Linked DNA regions of Zea mays: region 1 is linked to region 2. A link is a contact called in public Hi-C data. All regions are on one chromosome and are shown on one strand. The core of a region is the stretch at or near the end of the contact, and the rest is flanking DNA. Distances in the headings are between cores, read along the strand shown.

Region 1 (3,225 bases), core at 565-3,064, 340 kb after region 2:
AAGCGCCAACATCATTCCTCTTGTTCATTGGAGGTGGCTCCAAACCATAGCGAGACATATCTAGCATAAAAGGAGGTTTGCCAGCCCTAACACGTTCATATTCTTTAGAAAGCATAGGATGATTCTGAAACAAAAAATGATAGCATACTTTACGTTAATTACACCACACATAGATTTTCAAACAGTCAAAACCTGCGGATTTCTTGATTCAGATCAAGGTTCCGGTTTTGATATGACACAATAGTTAAAAATCAAGTATATCTAAGATATCTATGGACTATGGAATTGAAATACATGAAAAAGAAGATAGTAGCTTCACAAGGTCCAAGTTTAATAACAGTGCTCACTAAATAGTACAGAATATTCTGTTAAAAACTTCCAAGTCATGTTTCAATATTGAATTTCAATTAGAGATGCATACTTCATCATAAATGGTCAATGCTTGATCCTCAGACCTCAGTGTCATGACCAGATGAGGTGTAACCTCAAATCCATCAGAAGTAAACATCAATCAATCCATCGAACTAATAAAAGCATAAGCAGGTCCTTTTCTGAGCATTATTCCTTTATCTGAGCCCGAAGTAAACATCTAGCACAAAAATCCTTGATCTGTGCAGGATGTCCATCTAAAGTACTGTAACAAAAGACAGACTACAAGAGCATGATGCCCCAGCTTAACATGCACTGTTACAGAAACGGATCACAAAACTGTGACTGTTAGATGTTATACCTATTATACAACCCAATTAAGGGGGTGTTTGGTTTCTAGGGACTAATGTTTAGTCCCTTCATTTTGTTCCATTTTAGTATATAAATTGACAAATATAGAAACTAAAATAGAGTTTTAGTTTCTATATTTGATAATTTTGTAACTAAAGTGGAATAAAATGTAGGGACTAAAAATTAGTCCCTAGAAACCAAACACCCCCTAAATGGTTCGCAGGTAAAATGTAAAGGGGTTGTCAACTAAAACTTCAATTTCATATGCAATAGTTAATTAGTTATAAAGTCTAAACAATGCAGAGATACATTGACCCAACCAAGTTAATTTACTTAGGCGGTCTCCAACCAATTTAATAGAGGGAAGAGGGAGGTATTTAAATATGAATAGAGAATGTGAATAGGGGGATTTGAGAGGGGGAATGGTTGGATTCAGCCTTAGAGCTCCACAAAATCTAAATAACGAAAACATATATTTATAATCCATCCAGCTAACTTGGTTCACTGTGACCTCTACAACTGCAAACCCTAGCTCCCGCACGACCCTCCTTTGAACCCTAAACGCAGATCGCACCTGCTAACATCGACGAAGCTGCAACCTTATGCTAAGCCCCTAACATCCGCGGAGAAAACGTAATGGGTTCGAGCTACTCCCCAATATACCTTTGGGGCTAAGAAATCTCTGCAACTGTACCTCGAATCCGGCGGTGGGAACAGGGGGCAGGTCCCGGAGGAAGTCTGCAGGCTTGCGCTTCCCTCGGCGCATCTCCTCCTCGACGAGGCGATCGACCTCCCGCTTCACCGCCGCATCGCCGTAGTCGCCGTCGATGTAGGGCAGCGCGTCAATGGCCTCCGCGTCCGGCACCGCGCGCCAGGGCCCCGCAGCGGGGTCGGACGGCGGAGGCGCCTCAAGCATGAGAACCTCTCTCGTCGCCGACGAGGCCATCGCGTCAGGCTGTAGCGGCGCAGTCGAGAGTCGAGACTCGAGAGAGAGAGGGAAGCAGTCGCGTAGGCCGGCGCGGAGGAGGAAGCGGAGGTGGGATGGCCGGATGGAGATGGAGGAAACGCGGCGCACGTGGGCCGTTTGGCGTTTTGGATTGAGCACGGTTCGAAAGGCCCGTGTCTACTGTTTTTTTTTTCTCTCTAGGGAGAGAACCCGTCAGCACTCTATTGAACCATTGAACTGGTGTGAATGAACATTCTTTTTTTGTTGAAAGCTAGAAACGAGATATCCATGCATCACATCGTTTCTATCTGATATCTCCATTGTATATTTGTCGTTAAAACTGAAACCTATCCATTAACTTACTTCAGGTTTGTTTCAACTCATTGATTATATAATTGTTGGCACAGATCTGAGTGCTAATCAATGGGATTTGTTTCGCTTGACTCTCTGCGGCGGTGCGGACGGTCCACGACCTGACGGCAGGAGCAGGTTTCGCTGCATCGAGTCGGACGATCCACGTGTGCGCAGGAGCGTGGCGTTCGCTAACAGCACCTAGACCTCGCCTACTGGGAGGGACCCGTCAGAGAGGACTGATACTAGGGTTTATCTTGGGGTCGGCAGGCCACCTAAGATGCCTTCAGATGACGTAGAGTCAAAGAGATGTGAGGATTGAGATAAATAAGACTACGTTACTGGCTACTTCTAGGGCAAAAAGTAAAGGAACGGAAGATATATTGATTTGATTCGATTGTTAGTGTCTACAATCGATCGTATACCTTCATAAATATAAGGGATGTCTAGACTCATTCCTACGCGTTCGCCAACAGAATCCACGGTTTTAAATGGATAAACACGCACGGAAAAAGGGCTTATCCGCCTCATCTAACCTAACCATGGATCATCTGTGTCTATGAGCGGACCATTCGCGGCCCGAATGTCCAGCTACAAAGTCAGACCATTTGACCTCTCCAGGGGGCACATATGGTGCTCAACACATGAACCCTACCTTTTGGAAAAGCTGAGTGAACCAAAAGCATATGATACAAGGCATTATCAACCTAATGTGTAAACATATATGCATGTAGCATCCCAAAAATTCAAATCTTGGAATTTTCTCAAACTTGCTCTAAATTCAAAATGAATTTCAAATTTCATTTTAAAATGTTTGTTTGCAAGTTGATATCATCAAATAAAATATAGTGGTCTATATTGTCTCTAAAATCCTCCTCAAAATATCCTACAAATATTTCCCCGGTGATCACCCTCAAACTCTTTCAGAAATACTGCCCAAATATTCCACCGATATATCTCCAAGTATTTTCTTCCTGAGAAATACCTTCAGAATCATTTTTGAAGTCCCTACAAATATTTTCTTCATAACTTTCCTCATGCTCACACGTATATGTATGCCTCCGGTGTCATACATTGAGCTCTACAAGCTAATTACACTCATATAAGACAAATCCATGCTAATCTCCCACTAATCCTCTCATCCTCCCACTAATCCTCTCATCCTCCCACTAATCCTCTCATCCCTCCCCCTAATCCCCCCACCATGG
Region 2 (3,080 bases), core at 30-2,529:
AACGGTTTAGGGACAAATAATCCATGTCATTAACCTCTAAGTCGGGCACAGAAACATACCATGTGTTTGGTTGCCTGTATTTGCTGGTGCTTGCATCGCAGGATGCAATAAGCTGGTGTTTGATTGTTATCAACCAGGCTCTACGCATGCGAGGTGTGTGTTTGGTTACCTGCGTACAGATGTGGAGTCAGACTCGCACGATACTTAAAGCATCTTGAGCCAGGCTCTGCAGACGCGAGCAAACTGTTCGCATCTCTGGAGCCAGGCTCCCGCCGACCTGGCTTATGCAGTCGGGCTACCGGGAGAAGCCAACCAAACATGTGGATAGTGTCGATTCTGGTCGCCGTTAGAAGGTGTTGTCAAGTAAGGGGTGTTTAAATACACTAGAGCTAATAGTTAGTAGTTAAAATTAGTTGGAGACATCTAAACACCCTAACTAATAGTTCAACTATTTTTAATAAATTAGTTAATAGTTAGTTAGCTAATTCAACTAGTAATTTTTTAGCCAACTAACTATTAGTTCTAGTGCATTTAAACACCCTCTAAGACTATCTCTAATACTTTACCAGTGGAGATCCCTATATTCTGCTGGACACAGGACATGTTCTAATAGCTGACCGACAAGTTGAGTGAGAATGTTTGAATAGAAAATAAAATGGTTCGATGTAATATTGGTAACTAGGTAATATTTTTAAAATTTAGATATAGAAATATGAAAAATATAGCATATAAAGAGATTCTAGATTAAACTAGCGATATATTTTTAGGAATTTATTTTGCTTTCGGACCTTTTATTTTTACTGAGATTCTAGATTTTTGATAGAAATAAGCGGTGTTTGAATGCACTAGAGCTAATAGTTAGTTGACTAAAAAGTTATTAGTGGAATTAGATAGCTAACAAATAGCCAGCTATCTATTAACTAATTTACTAAAATAGCTAATACTTAAACTATTAGCTACGTTGTTTGGATTTCTTCAACTAATTTTAGTCATTAACTATTAGATCTAGTACATTCAAATACTTTAAAAGAGTGTTTGAATGCACTAGAGCTAGCTAAAAATTGGTATTAGAATTAGCTAGCTAACAAATAGCTAGTTAACTAGTAGATAATTTATTAAAAATAGTTAGTAGCTAAAATATTAGCTAGAGTGCTTAGATGTTTCTAGCCAATTTTAGTCACTAACTATTAACTATACAACATTCAAACACTAAAAACCAACAAATAATTTTTTTGTTTGCCTTTAATTCGTAGCACACTGGATTGCATTCTGAACAGCTGTCGGAAGCTGTCTTTCCATGATCTAGGAGCCGTCGCCGTCGAGAGCTGAGGCGAAGCAACATAGAAGACGAGGGGGGAGTGCGACTCCTCGTGACTTGTGAGGGAGAGAAGCCATGGCGGAGATGGAGCCGAGCATCGGGAACCATATGGCCGAAGACCAACCGACTCCGGCCGCCTCCACTGTCGAGGAGGCCGCTATGGATGCAGATACCAGCGGCGAGCGGCGTAGCGCTGCCGCGTTGGTGGGCCTGCTCCGCGGGTTCCTCGCCGTGCAACAGCGCCGGGCCGAGGCCTACTCCACGCTACGAAGGTACCGCCGTCGTTTTCCGGTGCGGCCCAGCCGTCCCAGTTCTGAACTATGAACCCTAATGGTCATACAAAAGATTTCTGGTGACGTGTTAAAGACTCTGTAGTGCTGTAGGCCAGATTGTGCTGGACTCTAGTTCTGATATGATTCTGTAGCATTTTATTTTATTAGCCTTGAACGCGGTAGTCGATACAGTATAGGCCTGTTTCAAAGGTTCATCGGAAACAGTTCTGTTCCTGCCAAAATTGGGGAATTTCCAGCAAAAACATTAGATATCCATCCTGTGAGCAGCCCATCCCCGTCATGATGTCTCTGTCTGCTCTCCTGTCATCTCATCTAGTTATTTTTGGTGCTTCAGTTTATTGGTTTTTTGCATCCTGAAGTGATGTGTTTCTATGTTATGTTCGTAGTTTTAGGTTGTGTTGCTGGTGTGCAGTGTGGATTTGAGTTATACTTGTTGGGTGGTTAGAGTAATTATTTTCGTCTTACACCATAACTTTGGATTGTGATTGGAACATAGCTTTGAACTGTGGATCCTTGCACCATATATTAGGCTGTGTTTGGTTCAGCTTCTGGAAAGTGTTTCTAATGAGAAGCTGAAGCTCAACCAAATGTTTAGAACCTGAAACTGCTTTTCCAGAAGCAGTTCCTTTCGTGTAACTTAATTTTCACCGCTTCTTGGACCCTTATTTTGGCTTTCGACTTTCCCAAATAGGTGGAAATAGTGAGACTTTTAATATTTTATAGCTGTTTCGAGGGAAATGAAGAGACGGTGTAAGTTTTATAGTTGTTTCAACCAAAAAACAAAAAACTTACAATCTTTTGCCAACACATAGCTCACAACAACTTTTTTTATAGCTCACAAACAGACCTTTAGAATCTGTAATGTTTTAGTTAAGCTTCCTTTTCCCTTAAAATTCCCTATAGCGGATTGATAAAACTGAATTCCATGTTATAGGGGAGGGCTTCTATAGCAATTGAGAAAATCCATCCCCTTTACGTTCATGAGACCCACATGTCATTGCAACTCTCTTCTTTTATCTTCCTGTTCTCTCTTTCCTCTCCCTCCCATCTCTTTCAGTGCTTGCCCAAGGTGACAATGTGGCGACCCAAGTGCTCGTCTGCCTAGCGCGGTCTGGGCCCGCGTGCCCAGTGTGGCAGTGGTGTGGCGGTGTGGCCAACCCACACACTTGACTGCCCGAAGTGGTGTCGGCGGCATGGGGCCTGCGTGCTTCGTGCTTGGTGCACTGGTGTTGCGGTGGTGCTCCAGTCCTATCCTATGGACCCACAAGGCCACAATCTTAGTGACATGAGGAGGAAGAAAGGAGATTTTGAGAGGTTGAGAAAAAAATTAGGAAAGGGGATGTGTTGGAGCTTGTTTTTTTTGCTTCAATCCTTTTCATTGCTGGTTACAGGGAGAGGGGATTGTTTTGGTAAAGATTCTCTTAGGATTTAGGAAGTTTCTAGCATTGAACCCTCCAAAGTTGTTCATT

The links. Hi-C and Micro-C count contacts between places; a contact is called where the count stands out from the background.
Region 1: a contact with region 2 is called in a Hi-C map of ear, with 2.0 times the contacts expected there. The contact joins the promoter of LOC100284614 here to the promoter of LOC100278893 in region 2. A contact is called at or near these places in 3 of 25 Hi-C or Micro-C datasets (ear, leaf mesophyll and tassel).

The regions. Positions count from the first base shown.
Region 1 is chr3:40,107,802-40,111,026 of Zm-B73-REFERENCE-NAM-5.0, forward strand. It overlaps LOC100284614 (BCAS2 protein), which reads right to left and starts at 1,815. Exons shown (of 7, transcript NM_001317967.1): 1 at 1,415-1,815; 2 at 1-124. The coding sequence starts at 1,666.
Region 2 is chr3:39,769,530-39,772,609 of Zm-B73-REFERENCE-NAM-5.0, forward strand. It overlaps LOC100278893, which reads left to right and starts at 1,280. Exons shown (of 4, transcript NM_001152022.1): 1 at 1,280-1,590. The coding sequence starts at 1,394.